Regions from separate parts of the Mus musculus genome. Here region 2 is linked to region 1. The links are chromatin contacts, called in public promoter capture Hi-C maps. All regions are on one chromosome and are shown on one strand. The core of a region is the stretch at or near the end of the contact, and the rest is flanking DNA. Distances in the headings are between cores, read along the strand shown. Region 1 holds the start of Cyp7b1 (cytochrome P450, family 7, subfamily b, polypeptide 1). Region 2 holds the start of Dnajc5b (DnaJ heat shock protein family (Hsp40) member C5 beta).

Region 1 (3,107 bases), core at 164-2,663:
TTCTGAAGAGCAGTCGGGTGCTCTTACCCACTGAGCCATCTCACCAGCCCTTATTTTTTTTTTTTTTGTTTTTTTGTTTTTTTACAGATCCAACAAACCACATATCATCCATGGCTTACACTTAAGAATGCCATCTTATAGTAAAGACCAGCTGAGTTTATTTCTTTATGATTCAATGTCTATTTCCTAAGAATTGGGCTATGTGTAACCTGCAACCTTAACTACAAATGGCTCTGCACTGCTTCTTCCAGAAAATGGCAGTCATGCCTTTCTTTCAAAAGCTATCTTGCTATGACCATCTTGTTATATTCTGCTCAGTAACTCCCATTCAGAAACCCCCTACCACTGGGTATAAAAACCTTGTCTTCCATATGTCCAATGCTGACCTCTTGGATCCCAACCTTAGGAGGAAGGAGCCCATGAAAACAAATAAAAACAGCTTGCTTTATTTTATGCAGGTCAGTGGTCTCTTCCGCAAGCCTTTGGTGTTAACACTTCTCATTGCACATGGAGTATTCATCACTTTCTTTCTGAGACTGAGACAGGGTAAAAACAGATCTGTGTGAAATGGTAAGTGGCACAGAGACCAGATTTGAAGTTGTTAGCAGTAACTGTTCGGGGATAGGTGAGGGTGGGAACTGTATCCTGTCCAGTGCATAAGATAGAGGTTTTGGAGTAGGATTTAATTAGATGCGTAAATATTTATCAACTAAGTCTACAAGACAACTTGAATATGGGTAATCAGGAAAAAAGGTGTGTGTAGGATGGGGGCTCTCCTGTGAAGTTAGCATCAGGTCTCTCTCTTCCTCAGCCACTTTCACTTTCTCTATTAAGGCAGGGCGCCTGTCCTCATGTTTCAGGTGTATCTGCTGAGTCATTACCGCAGCTCCCATGAGAAGATACTTTTCGAATGTCTTCCTTCTCTGCCTGTACAGTGTGCTGTACACTACGGACGTGGACTTGGTGTCATAGCTTGGTGTTACCTGTGGCTTCTTTCTGTGCTGTGCGTCGGCAGTTAAGACCCTGCCTTCTGCCTCTGGTGTGAACCTTTGCATATATTATGCCCTCAACCTCAATCTAAGCACAGTGGACACTGGTGGTGAAGGTGATGGGGAGCACAAACTGCAGTATCTGCCAGCTGTTTAGGATGACCTGTGCCACAGGGCCACTTTCTAAGGCTAGTGGGTGGGGAGAGCAGGGAGTCAGGCAGGGTCTCTTCTGCGAGCTCACTGCTGACTGACTCAAAAACACCCCCCCGCCCCCCAACCCCCAGGCTTCTGTGGCTCCATCTGGGGAAATCCTAATCCTTTCCCTCTTCCTTGGCAGGGTTCCTGTCACCGGAGCGGAGCGGAGCGGGAGGCGGTGCGAGGCGGAACGCTTGGGTCAGGGGGAGGCGGGGGGGAGGGGACTCCACTAACTTTGTAGTTCAGCTTTGGGGGCCGCTGTGACATTCTGCTCTGTGCAGCGGGCAGGCCACAGCCTCTGGTCTAGAAGAGAGGGCACTGTGCAGAAGCCATCGCTCCCTACAGAGCCGCCAGCTCGTCGGGATGCAGGGAGCCACGACCCTAGATGCCGCCTCGCCAGGGCCTCTCGCCCTCCTAGGCCTTCTCTTTGCCGCCACCTTACTGCTCTCGGCCCTGTTCCTCCTTACCCGGCGCACCAGGTAAGCGCCTGGCTGGCCACGCATGCGTGGGATCGCGGCCACGCGACCTCGTGGACACCCGAGTCCGGCAGGGATGGCGGGTGCAGGAAAACCTTGCTGCAGGACACTGGCATCTGCTGCAGCCAGTGGATGTCCTAATAAAGACTTCTTTCACCCTCCACACACTCACACACGGGCTACAGTTGAGAGGCCCGAATGGAGTTGCACCACGCAGGCTGTAGCTATTCAGGTTTGCATTAAGCATCAAGTATGGCCTTTTCGTGGGCCCATGGATATGTTGCAGCTCAGAGTTCCCTCTATTTCAGGAAGAAAATTTTCTTGAATTTCATTTAGCTCAAAGAGAAATGTTTTAAGAAAATGCAGGTGCAGGATATAGGTGCTGCTCTGTGCCTCAGTTTACCTGATTTTCCTTACTAGGAAAAAATAGAAACAACAGTATTTGCTATCACAAGTTTTCGTGAGGAGCAAAGGTGATAATAGTTATGTCTTCGCCCTGTTATTTTTCTCAGGACAACAGTAACAACAGCAAAACTCAGAAGGGCTTAAGTATCCTGCTTGAAATATGGATGTAGAGAAATACAACTAAAATTGTTCACTTCAAATTTATTTTCTTTTCCCACCAGTGTCTTATTTTTTTCCTACACTGTTTTCATGTTTTTTGTAAACCAAGCAGATTGATTTGCGGAAAATAGTAATTACAATTTAAATATCTGTCAGTATTTACTTGGATCAGTGAGCGTCATAACTTCTCTGGTTTTAGGGACAATGACACAATTGTACTGCACACACATATCTGCACACTTCTGAAATGTCAACTGAAAAATACTCAAGATAATAGCATTTCCACTTTCTCACATTGAGCTTTGAGAGAACTTTCCAGAGCTTTCCTGTCCCTCTTCTGCAGTCTTCAGCACAGGAGGGGATTGGATCTTTAACTTCAGCTCATGTGATTCTACACAGGCTCCAGCTTCTCCCCATGCCAGTTAAGTTGCACTTCCAGATTTGCAGACAGGAAGGTGATTTGTTTCAGTCTCCATTTACATGCAGGGCAGGAATCGATGGACCTAACTAGTTCATTCTAGACCATTGAGGGTAATCAAGTCAGATTGTGAAACTCAGGATAATGTCTCGGGGAGGTAGAAAGGCAAGGTAGGCTTTCCACAAGAAGCTCTTTGAATAAGCCAGTTTTTTTCTGTTCACTAAATAGTATTTGCTGAAATGTTCATGCCATCAGTTGTCAATTCCTTCATACCAGAAAGACTCCAATACAGGTCTATAGGGAACTGCATCCCATAGCAGCTGATATACACTGTCATGCACTATGGAAAGATAAGAGGATGTTCTAGCTCAGAGAGGCCTATGTGACTAATGAGAGAGGCCCATGTGACTAATGGCTTCTGTTTTCTGTACCTGGACAATTTATCACTGTAGGAAAGTCCTGTCT
Region 2 (3,107 bases), core at 423-2,922, 1.3 Mb before region 1:
GAGGGGCTGGGGCAGTTTCCTACATGATCTCCCTACAACTCTAAAATCCTGTGCCACGTGGCAAAGTTCATGAATATTCCAGTCAATAAATGTAAATACAGATGAGTTAGGAAATTATGTTTTCTGTTTATTGGCTTACATAAAGCCTAAGCCTGGCTTTTCGGTGTCTATAGAATGAAAGAAGTCTAAAAACTGATCAGTGAAAGTTTAGTTTTCAGAGTCTTAAGAAATTGGACCATAACTCAATTGTGAAAAATCATAGCAACCTTCCAGATGAAAGTTGAATGTGTGCTATACAGTGAGCAGGCACTTCTGCTTTGCTCTGGGTCCCTCAGCAGAGGCAGGCGGATTTCTGAGTTCGAGGCCAGCCTGGTCTACAAAGTGAGTTCCAGGACAGCCAGGGCTACACAGAGAAACCCTGTCTCGAAAAAACAAAACAAAACAAACAAACAAACAAATGTCTCACATGCTATGGGTTACTGCTGCTTTCGTAGAGTGTCGGGGCCCTGGTCTTACTGCTGTGATACACATGCATGATTGTTGGAAGCTGAGTGAAAACTGTATCCCAGGTGGATTTGATCCCCTTTCTTGTCTACTGTGCCTGGTGTGTCCTGTAGGTTACTGATCCGAATCAGAGCCCCAGGCTGCTCCTTCCACAGTGTCCTAACACGGCTCTTGCAGACCATGATCAGAAAAGCCTGTTTGAGTAGTCCTAGCCTCTGACTGTGGAGTTGCTCTGTGTTAAGACCCAAGGGAGTCCAAACAGAGATGAGTCAGGGCCTGGCACCAATCCTAAGCTCCGCCTGCTGCTAAACAGAACGGCTATTTGCTGTCACTTGGAGTCTTTCTAGGCCTCCAGGAAGAAACAAATACTTTAGAAGCCAAAACCCCAAAGCAAAGTAAAGAAAACAGAACTGTTCACACGTCCAGCAACGATTCACTGCTGAGTCCCTAGACATGGGAGGAGTGGAGTAGGGGTAAAAGCAGATGAACTGTGCAACTTGACTTCTCAACCACAAGGCCTCTCTCTCTTCCACTGTCCCTAGGGGTGGCCTTTTGCCTCTGAAGTCTTGGAATTTCAAAACTAGACTTTGAAGTTAATCTCTATTGTTAACCCATAATACACCTTTCTCCTCCTTATATTAATTTTTGTTGTATTTTTAAAACCATCTCTATTAAAATTATTCTTTCACTTAAATATTTAAAATATTCACTCTTCTCTGTCATCCTGGGAGAAGTCACTAAAAACCAAAACTCCTGTGTAGAAGAATATCATAGAATGAGTGAGTCCCTTTAGAAAATAACCACGAACTGACCACTGGAGACACCAGTGCTTTTTGCACTTTCCCAGAAGTTGAGGAGGGGCCAGTGGTTATCTGAGAACTTTATAAATGCCTGTGTTTTGTGGCTTCATAGCCTCCTGGATATACCAGCTTTACTTCTGCTGGAAGCCCCTCTGGATTCCTACCATCCCTTAAAAAAAATAGGTACCCGTGTAAGTGTCTTCTTTTCCTTTAGACACTATTGAGTCCTGTGATTAGCTTAGCAAAAGTCATGTACCTTGTACCTGAACTGGAGGCATGGCTGGCTGATCCTTCTGGGTCCTTCCACGAGTGTTCTTCCCCTGCTCTGTCAATAACTGAGCCTCCGTTGCTTTTCCTTCTCAGATGCTAAGCTCTAGTCTATGCTGGGTATTGTGATGTCATAGACTAGAATTTTCCCTACCCCCACTACCCAGCTGAGATCTTCCCACCCACATCACTAACAGTCTCTCAATTTTCATTTACTTTAGCACTCAGGACCTTTTGAAATCTCCGGAAAGAAACATTGAAGACTGTGGTGGTTGGAATATGCTTGGACCAGGGAGTGGCACCATTAGGAGGTGTGGACTTGTTGAAGAAAGTGTGTCACTATGGGGGTAGGCTTTGAGAGAGCTTCCTACTAGTTGCCTGGGGATGCCAGTATTCTGTTTATCTTTTTTTAAAAAAATTTTTATTAGGTATTTTCCTCATTTACATTTCCAATGCTATCCCAAAAGTCCCCCATACCCTCCCCCCCCCACTCCTCTACCCACCCACACCCACTTTTTGGCCCTGGCATTCCCCTGTACTGGGGCATATAAAGTTTGCAAGTCCAATGGGCCTCTCTTTCCAATGTTGGCCTACTAGGCTATCTTTTGATACATATGCAGCTAGAGTCAAGAGCTCCGGGGTACTGGTTAGTTCATTATGTTGTTCCACCTATAGGGTTGCAGATCCCTTTAGCTCCTTGGGTACTTTCTCTAGCTCCTCCATGGGGGCTCTGTGATCCATCCAATAGCTGACTGTGAGCATCCACTTCTGTGTTTGCTAGGCCCCGGCATAGTCTCACAAGAGAGCTATATCAGGGTCCTTTCAGCAAAATCTTGCTAGTGTATGCAATGGTGTCAGCATTTGGAGGCTGATTATGGGGTGGATCCCTGGATATGGCAGTCTCTAGATGGTCCATCCTTTTGTCTCAACTCCAAACTTTGTCTCTGTAACTCCTTCCATGGGTGTTCTGTTCCCAATTCTAAGAAGGGGCAAAGTGTCCACACTTTGGTCTTTGTTCTTCTTGAGTTTCATGTGTTTTGGAAATTGTAACTTATATCTTGGGTATTCTAAGTTTCTGGGCTAATATCCACTTATCAGTGAGTACATATCATTTGAGTTCTTTTGTGATTGGGTTACCTCACTCAGGATGATGCCCTCCAGGTCCATCCATTTGCCTAGGAATTTCACAAATTCATTCTTTTTAATAGCTGAGTAGCACTCCATTGTGTAAATGTACCACATTTTTTGTATCCATTCCTCTGTTGAGGGGTCTGTTTACCTTTCTGAACAAGATGTAGAACTCTCAGCTCCTCCAGCACCATGCCTGCCTGGACACTGCCATGCTTCCTGCCATGATAATATTGGACTGAACCTCAGAACCTGTAAGCCAGCCCCAATTGAATGTTGTCCTTTATAAAAGACACCTTGATCATGGTATCTGTTCACAGCAGTAAAATCCTCACTAAGACAAAGACCATCCATCTCACCTGCTTTACACATAATAGCATTGATAGCCTGGATGGTGAAGTGTCTGAG

What was found. Promoter capture Hi-C pulls out the DNA fragments that hold promoters and counts their contacts.
Region 2: a promoter capture Hi-C map of liver shows a contact between it and region 1, with 4 times the contacts expected there. The contact joins the promoter of Dnajc5b here to the promoter of Cyp7b1 in region 1. A contact is called at or near these places in 1 of 39 promoter capture datasets (liver) and 1 of 115 datasets of contacts at active chromatin or transcription factors (embryonic stem cells).

The regions. Positions count from the first base shown.
Region 1 is chr3:18,241,644-18,244,750 of GRCm38.p6, reverse strand. It overlaps Cyp7b1 (cytochrome P450, family 7, subfamily b, polypeptide 1), which reads left to right and starts at 1,413. Exons shown (of 6, transcript NM_007825.4): 1 at 1,413-1,663. The coding sequence starts at 1,548.
Region 2 is chr3:19,507,160-19,510,266 of GRCm38.p6, reverse strand. It overlaps Dnajc5b (DnaJ heat shock protein family (Hsp40) member C5 beta), which reads right to left and starts at 1,672. Exons shown (of 5, transcript NM_025489.3): 1 at 1,561-1,672.